Regions from separate parts of the Mus musculus genome. Here region 2 is linked to region 1. Evidence: chromatin contacts called from public ChIA-PET data. All regions are on one chromosome and are shown on one strand. Each heading gives the region's core, a stretch centred on a gene start, on an enhancer-like site or on the middle of the called end of the contact. The rest is flanking DNA. Distances are from core to core; before and after follow the strand shown.

The links. ChIA-PET counts read pairs in DNA pulled down with a chosen protein or histone mark.
Region 2: an RNA polymerase II ChIA-PET map of memory CD8 T cells shows a contact between it and region 1, with 16 read pairs. The contact joins the enhancer-like site here to the promoter of Drg2 in region 1. A contact is called at or near these places in 6 of 484 Hi-C or Micro-C datasets (the G1E-ER4 cell line and embryonic stem cells), 3 of 115 datasets of contacts at active chromatin or transcription factors (effector CD8 T cells, embryonic stem cells and memory CD8 T cells) and 2 of 9 other capture datasets (adipose tissue and pancreatic islet).

The regions. Positions count from the first base shown.
Region 1 is chr11:60,452,209-60,456,375 of GRCm38.p6, reverse strand. It overlaps Drg2 (developmentally regulated GTP binding protein 2), which reads right to left and starts at 1,785. Exons shown (of 13, transcript NM_021354.2): 1 at 1,633-1,785. The coding sequence starts at 1,696.
Region 2 is chr11:60,304,200-60,308,030 of GRCm38.p6, reverse strand. All of the region lies in intron 1 of Tom1l2 (target of myb1-like 2 (chicken)), which reads left to right. Among named protein-coding and RNA genes, the nearest start is that of Tom1l2, 47 kb to the left of the region's middle. Within about 2 kb of position 2,215, at least 95 of the 459 cell types and tissues checked have an H3K27ac peak or open chromatin away from gene starts, as enhancers often do. A contact at or near this core is called in adipose tissue, memory CD8 T cells and pancreatic islet, where this site is marked.

The DNA.
Region 1 (4,167 bases), core at 536-3,035:
GATGGGCAGCACTAATGGTACTTGAGGCAGACAGAAGGTCACAGGGCTGCTCTCTGCTCACTCTGGAGCTTTACTCTCTCCTGGTAGCTGCCCTAAAGATCACGAACCAATTCCGAACAGCCGGGAAGTTCCTGAATTCGTGACTTGTCACATCCTGAAGACGTCCAGAGAAAACCTGGGTCAGGCTTGAAGGCCTCAGGTCTGCCCTGCTTCTCTATGGACACAGGGCACTTTCTGTAGTGCTGGAATTCCATGTGGTGCACCACTTCATGGAAGAAGGGGACACTGTGGCATACACAAATTTGCCATGCTGTGATCAGCCCCTGACGGAATCCAGGAGGCCACACAGCCTCCCTGCACACGTCCCATCACTGCGGCCCCAGGCAGAGGATGGGTACCTTGTGCTTAGTTCTCCTGACATCACCCAGCACTCATGGAGGGAGAACAGACTGTTTCACTGTACACCTGTCCCTTTTCCTTCTCCTTTATAGTATTGTCAGGCCGGGCGTGGTGGCGAACGCCTTTAATCCCAGCACTTGGGAGGCAGAGGCAGGCGGATTTCTGAGTTCAAGGCCAGCCTGGTCTACAGAGTGAGTTCAAGGACGGCCAGGGCTACAGCGAGAAACCCTGTCTCGAAAAACCAAAAACCAAACCAAACCAAAAAAAGTATTGTTAGGGTTACCATACTGCTTCCAAATTCTGGGGAACAGGGTTAAGTTACTGAGAAGGAATTCTGTTTCAGGTCTTACCGAATCCGCATGATAGCAGGGACATGGTTGAGACTGAGGACCTCAGCTGTCCTGCCCCAACTCCTTCCACCCTTCTCTGACTTTATCCTTGCCTCAGGACCTATGAACCTGCTGTTGCCTGAATTTAAGTCAGATCAATCCCACCCTGCCATTACTGCCTGGAAAGGTCACTTAGCCTTGTGCATCCGAACAGGAAGGGCAGCAGCACTAACTCTGTCACCACATTTCTTCAAGACTCGGGAAAGCACCAAGGCTAGACACTGCTTGGCAGTCCCACCTCTCCACTGATCCCCAACCCTCACAGTTTGATGCTTCCTTGGTGTTGTGTATTTGGGGTGGTTTACTTTAAATATTAGGTGATCACTCTGGCAAGGGCTTTGCACATGTGAACCACAACAGAGCGGGTGTTATCCCTATCCACAGATGAGGACATTGGGTCGCCAAAAACTGACATGACTTTACAAGGTTACATAGCAAGAACGTAGTGGACAAATTCTCCAGTCCCTACTTCCTTGACACTAGCTCGCTGGCGCCTGCCTGTCTGCCGGGACAAGCTGTTTTGTGAGATGTCTTCTCTTGCCCTTCTCAGCATGAAGGCCCAGCTGCCAGGACCCTAGGGGAAAATCTCCGACACTGCCTTTCTGGGTCACGGGCTTATTGTGCGCGCTGAGGTTTCTCTACTTGAACACTGAGTCCAGCACAGATCAGATCTCTCAAGAACCCTGAAATCACGTCGCTGAATGTGCCCGCTCCCGCCTCACGCACGCCTCGGCACTTCCCCGGTGTTTCTCCGGCCTCGGTGGTGGCTCCAGTTGTCCCCTCATTTTACAGACAAGAAAAACAAGGAGGGTAGAAAGGGAGACCCCTCCGATCCCGCCCTTACCCTTGTTCTTCTGCGTTCGAGCGATCTCCTTCTCGATCTCCGAGATTTTCTCCAAGATCCCCATAGTTGCAGCTTCGGCGGAGATTCACGCTGCCTATAGCTTACAGCGCTGAGCGCTCACGTCTAATGCCGGAAGCAAAGCAGTCAGAACCAGGAAGCGCACCAAGAATGGAGTCCTCCCGAGCTCCCGGTGCTACGAGATTCGGAGTCCGGGCACACCACGTGGAGAGCAGATACCATCCGTTCCTACCTCGTCCAGCTGCGATGAGCATCCGGGTCTTGACTTTGGTTCGTTAGGACCAGACCCCAAACTGCTTTGAGTTTGCAAAGCAGAGGGGGAATCTCTTTTCTCTTTGATAGTGACAGAAAAGGAGATGGGCAGAAAGTCTTAAGGCTCCCATTTTGTAAAGGCAGTAAAAGAGTCTTGGGGTCTAGCCTGCTGGAGTAACCTTTAATCCCAGTACTCAGGAGGCAGGAGCAGGAGGATTGCTGCGAATTTGAAGTCAGCTGGGTTGCACAGCTAGTATCAGTGTCAGATAGGAAAGCAAACGAAAAGTTCAAAACTGGGCTCAGCCGTTAAGAGCACTTAATGCCAGCTTTAATGTGGGGTATTGTTTTTTTGTTTTTTTAATTTTTAAATTAGATGTATTCATTTTATGTGTGTTTTGCTTGCATATATGTATGTACACCATGTGCATGTGCCAGTGGAGCTCAGAACAGGGCACCAGATCTCCTAAAAGTATAGTTTCAGACGGTGGTGAACAACCACGTGGGTTCTGGGAATCGAACATGTCTGTTTCAAGAACAAAGTGCATGGGGTCACCAGTCTCGCTTGCATTGCAGTTTCCGAATAGGTATTGCAAATTACAGCTGTTAAATGACAGTGCCAAGATAGAATGAAGCTCTGGCTGTGAACTCCAAGTCTACACACCCTCATGGTAATGCAGTAGATGTGTATGCTGTTTCTGCAAGGTAGTACGATTTAAGTGTGGTAGGTTTATATGATGTTTTGAGTGGGTATCAAAAGGTGATGGAGCATTTTGGAAGCTGGGGTGGTCAATGCAGATGAGAAGGCCTGAGAAGCCCAGGCCCAAGTCCTCAGGTCCCTTCTGCCTCAAATTTCCTTTTAAAAAACAATTAGCATTCAAAATAATGGGTTATAACATTTTAAAAGATGTTTTATTTTCCATGTATAAGTGTTTTGCCTACATGTATGTGTATACCACATGCATGTCTTCCTTGTTGCCTGCAGAGGTCAGAAGAGGGCATCAGATTGCCTGGATCTGGAGGGATGCTTGTGTCCCACCATAGGGGTCCAGAGTCAAACCTGTGCCCTCTGCAAGTACAAGTGCTCTTAAGCACTGGGCCATCTCTAGCCCCATAACATTTCCATTCATATACCTGTATCTTGCACTTCTTTTATTCCCTATCCCCACCCCTTCCATCAACTCCTTCCTAATATGGCTGTTGGAATCTTTTACCACCACCTTGTAACCCCAGAAGTAAGCTCACTTTGACTTTACAGTTGGGGGAAATGGCTCAATTTCCAAGAATGCTAACATCTTCTCTGCTGTCTGCTTCATGATCCCATGGTCCTTAATTTTTTTGTTTTGTTTTTGCTGCCTGCCCGAGAATTGGGCCTACCTCAAGATCAAGGAAAAGGCAGCTAGCCTTTCCTTCAAGGAAGATCCGACTCCTCCAAACCTAAGTCTTGGAAGCCAGCTGTGAGCTCCACTGTCCATGCAGATCTGTGGAGATGGGGCTGGTTTGCACAGGGAGAGGTCACTATGCTCTATGTACATATTTAACTTGTCCATCAAAAGATACTTCAGCAAGGTCAAAGACACTGGAGAAAACCACAGAGGACACAGAGAGTTAATGTTCAGAATACAGTAAGGCCCATGACTCAACAACACAACAACCCCATTCTGCTGAGTTACTGATGTAACCCAAACATAACACAGTGATTGACGTGTGTTTAGTGCTTAGAAGAACCTGCCAAATCAGGAGCCTTAGGACAGTACGTGGTGTAGAAAGAGCCCTATCCCTTCTCCCAGAGCTTCCAGTTCTAGATGGGATGGATTCTAATCACACATAAGACAAGGACTACAGACTAGTGATGCCCAGTGCTACTCTCTGTATGCTAGGGATGAATATATGTGTGTGTGTGTGTGTGTGTGTGTGTGTGTGTGTGTGTGTGTGTGTGTGTGTGTGTGTGTGTGTGTAGGCCAGAGGCTAACATCTGATGTCTTTCTCTCTCTTTGCCTTTAAGATTTTTTTGATTACATTTTATTTATTTTGTGGTGAAGTATGGTTGTGTGGAGGTTAAAGACCAATTTTTGGGAGTCTGCTTTCTCCTTCTACCATGTAGGTTCTGGAGCTCCAACTGGGATGGTCAGACTTGGTGGCAAGTATCTGTTATTTATCCAAATACTAAAAATTGTATCCCAAGAAAATGGTTGTCCCAAGACAAATTCCTATGTTCAACAGCCTTTGTTGTGCAAATCTTGCTCCCCAATTTAAAACTATCTGTTA
Region 2 (3,831 bases), core at 966-3,465, 150 kb after region 1:
AAGCTTTTGGCTACCTTCCCACACCTGACTCCCTGCTCAGCTGCCATTCCACCGTTAACAGCATCCACTTGTGGATCTTGCCTATCAATATAATTAGGAGTTTGCAGTCCATGACTTACTGAGGTGACTTCAGGCAGGGGCTTGCTGAGACTATACTAATTGGAAACTTTTCTTGGTGTTGAGATTTACTTGTTTTTATTTTATGACTATAGATGTTTTGCCTGCATGTTTGTCTGTGCACCACATATGTGTAGTGCCCACACAGGCCAGAAGAGGGCACTAGATCCTCTATAACATATGGTTGTTAGCTACCATGTTGGCACTGGGAATTGAATCCCAGCCCTCTGCAAGAGCAGCTAGTGCTAACAGGCACCAGGCAGTCATCCCTCCTATCCCTAGAAAACTTTTCTTAAGTTGGCTGCTTGCCATGCTTTGGGGTTTTGTGCATTTTGGCTTCTCTCAGAGGCTTTATATGTAATGCATGGAGTGTCCTGAGTTCCACCCTAATTGCTGTGTGCAGGGTAGTTTGGCAGCTGAGTGCAATACAGTGGCTGAGTAATAAATCCACTGGCCTTTACAGCACGTCCATCAGCAAACCACAGGGACCTTGAGCCTGTGTTTTATTCTGGATTGTTTCTCCTTGTTAAATCACCGTTGTTTCAGATGTCAAAACATTGCCATCATAGTCAGCAGCCTTGCCGTGCTGTCCTACATACATAATCACACACTTGCTTTGGCTGCAGCCCTTTTTTGCTGTATAATTGTACACAAAGGCCAGATGTGAGCTATGGCGTAGAGGTGGATGAACTGACCCACCAAAGGCCTTCTAAAAACTATCCTGTTATTCTTGATGACTAGATAGCATTAGTAATTAAAAAAATTCTCTGTGTGTAAATAAAATAAAATGGGTGCTGGAGTGATGGCTCCCAGAGGTCCTGGGTCTGATTCCCAGAATCAACAGAGCAGCTCACAGCTCTATGTAACTCAGTTCCAGTGGATTCGATACCCTCTTCTGGCCTCCTTGGGTACTGCATGCGCATGCTACACAGACATCTGAGTAGGGAAAAATCCATACACATAAAATAATAAAATAAAATTTAAAATTACGGATATATCTTAAAATGAAAGTTTTATCTCTTTTGAGATGAAGTTTTATTACCTTTCCTAGTTCGTCTCTGGTTCTTTGCTCAAATAATCTTCCTACCTGGGATCCCTATAGCTAAGCTTACAGATGCCTGTGTATCGATCAAAGAAATCGTCTTTTTGTTAGAAATTGCCCCTCCTCATACACCCAAACCAAAACAGATGACTGGAGAGATGGCTCAGGGTTGAGAGTGTTCATTGTTCTTCCAGGGGACCTAGGTTCTGTCCCTAGCACTCACATGGCAGCTCACAACCGTCTGTGACCCAGGGGACCCAGTACTCCTTTTCTGGCCTCCATGGGCACCAGGCATGCACATGGTACACATACATACAGTAGTTATATATACATACACATAAAAATAAAATAAAATAATCTTTTTTTTTCTTAAGTAAAAGAAAGAGCCAGGCGTAAGTTGCCTGTTTTAGCCTAAGGTTTTAGAGGTTGTGGGGTTGCCTTCCCGGGGGGGTGGGAGGAGGGCGTTTCGTCTGCACAGGTTTCGTCTGCACAGGTATACCTTTCACATGTTAAACTCTGTGAACTATTTTTTATTTCCACGCACAGCTGCCTGCTCTGGCTTCACCACTTCCCTGTCCCTGACTCAGTCGTCATCCGCACAGTGACCCTTGTGTTCTAGGTAGGGGGTCAGTCACCTTGTGGGTGATGCTGTTGTCCCCATCAGCCTCATGTTTTTGGGCCCAGGGCACATCCCTGGGTTTTGATTTCTAAAACGAGCTGATAATTTCCCACATCCCATTATTGTCTCCCATCTGCAGCCAGCCCTCCGTGAGGTGTGGCTGTAACAACAGGTTAAGTTTTCTAGAGAAGGGAAAGAAGATCAGAGTAAATATTCATGAGTTACTTCGAATTGCAGCTGCACTGAGCTGAACTCTCAAGGCATGTAGAAACCTCTGTGTAAGTTTGCCAGTAATTCCCAAAAAGCTGCTTAAGGGGGCACCAGAATCTCCTGAAGAGTTTCTTTAAAATGTGCACGAAGCCAGGATTGATGGAGAGGGCGCACCATAGAGAATGTAGCCTTTCTCTGTAATGAAAGTGAAACTGCTCAGCAGGTACCCAGTTACTGTTCCTCATTTATTCCATACCGCCCTAGTTTTCTTTCTACTGCAGAGACCACAGAGGAAGGCTACTTACTGGCTTGCTTCCTCTGGCTTGCTCAGCTGTTCTTTTTATATGTAGCACTGCCCTAGTGGGCTGGGCCCTCTCATATTAATTAGCAATCAAGAAAATGTCCCAGAGACGTGTACCACAGAATGCCCACAGGTCAGTTGTGATGGGGGCAACCTCAGTTAAGACTCCTTCAACCCAGGTGGCTCTAGTGTGTGTCAGGCCCTAACCAGTGCACTGATAGAACCTTGGTTCTGTTTGGAGTGGCTTTGCCCAGCTAAGATACTACCTTCTCTGGCTCCCTTGTAGCTAGGAGTGGCCACCTATAAACTCTGGCCTGTAAGCTGAAGACTCCTAGGGGAGCACTCCTTCATAAGTGGACACTCCCCAGCCTTTGTACCCTCTCCCTTCCTGTTTCATGGGCTTTCAGGTAGCAGCCACTGTCTTGTAACCTCAAGTAGATGATGACAGTCACATAGTTCTCAAGTCACTGTACCTTCATGCTACCTGCTTCAAGATTTCTTCTTGTTCCACGAGAAAAATAAACCCCCATCTGCTTAAGCAAATGTTGGTTTTTAATTGCTTGCAGCTGAATGCAATCATAACTGATAAGGTAATGTTTTAATATTTTACAAGGGAGAAATATATTTACATATTGTGTAATTAAAAATGAAAAATAATTTAAATCCCCACAGATTTCTGTGCCCCACATCAGATGCACTGAAATAGAATCTTTGGGCTCAGGATGCACATATCTACATTTTAAACAAACTCTGCAGGCGATTCTGGTATACAAGGAAATGGCAGAATCATTTTCATCCTTGTTAATATTGTGAGTCCCATTTTACAGATGAGATACTGAATCAAGGGAATAAAGCTCCATGCCTATATCCAGGTCAATGCACACATACGTGTGTATGCTTGGAGTAAAGGGCTTAGGGTGAAACCCAGGGTCCTGGGATGCCAGGCATGCATGCTGCTACTGAGGTGCACCCCTTGTGCCCAGTATCCCAGTAACCCCTAAGTGAGGTTTGACTCTGGACCTATCTTGTTCCAAAATATATACCTCCTCACTTCCTTACCCAAGGAAACCTAGCTGCTCAGCATAGTCAAACCGTTTCTGAAGGGATCCTCTAAAGTGGAAGGTCCTGTCTCCGTATAATAGGCTGCTAGCACTGTCCAGGGACCGCATCACTGCCCTGGCTGACCTGGGAATGAGTGCTGCCTGTTCTCATGAGTTCTTGGTTTTCCTTTCTACTTTTGAAACAAAAATGTATTGAAATTTCATTTTCTCCATAGGTTTTCTTGGGTTAGAAATGACTTAGAAATGATTATAAGTCTTATCCAGGTAAGGTAAGTAGGGTAATTGTAGTCTTTAAAAGTGTAGAAAGCATAGAGCCCGTAATTAGTACGCACAGTGTTCATATTAGACCTGACCGGCCATTGAGGAGTGATAGATTTTTAATTAATTAATTAAATCTTGTTTCTCTGTGTAGTCCTGGCTGTCCTGGAACTCACTCTGTAGACCTGGCTGGCCTTGAACTTTCTCCTGCTTCTGCCTTCCC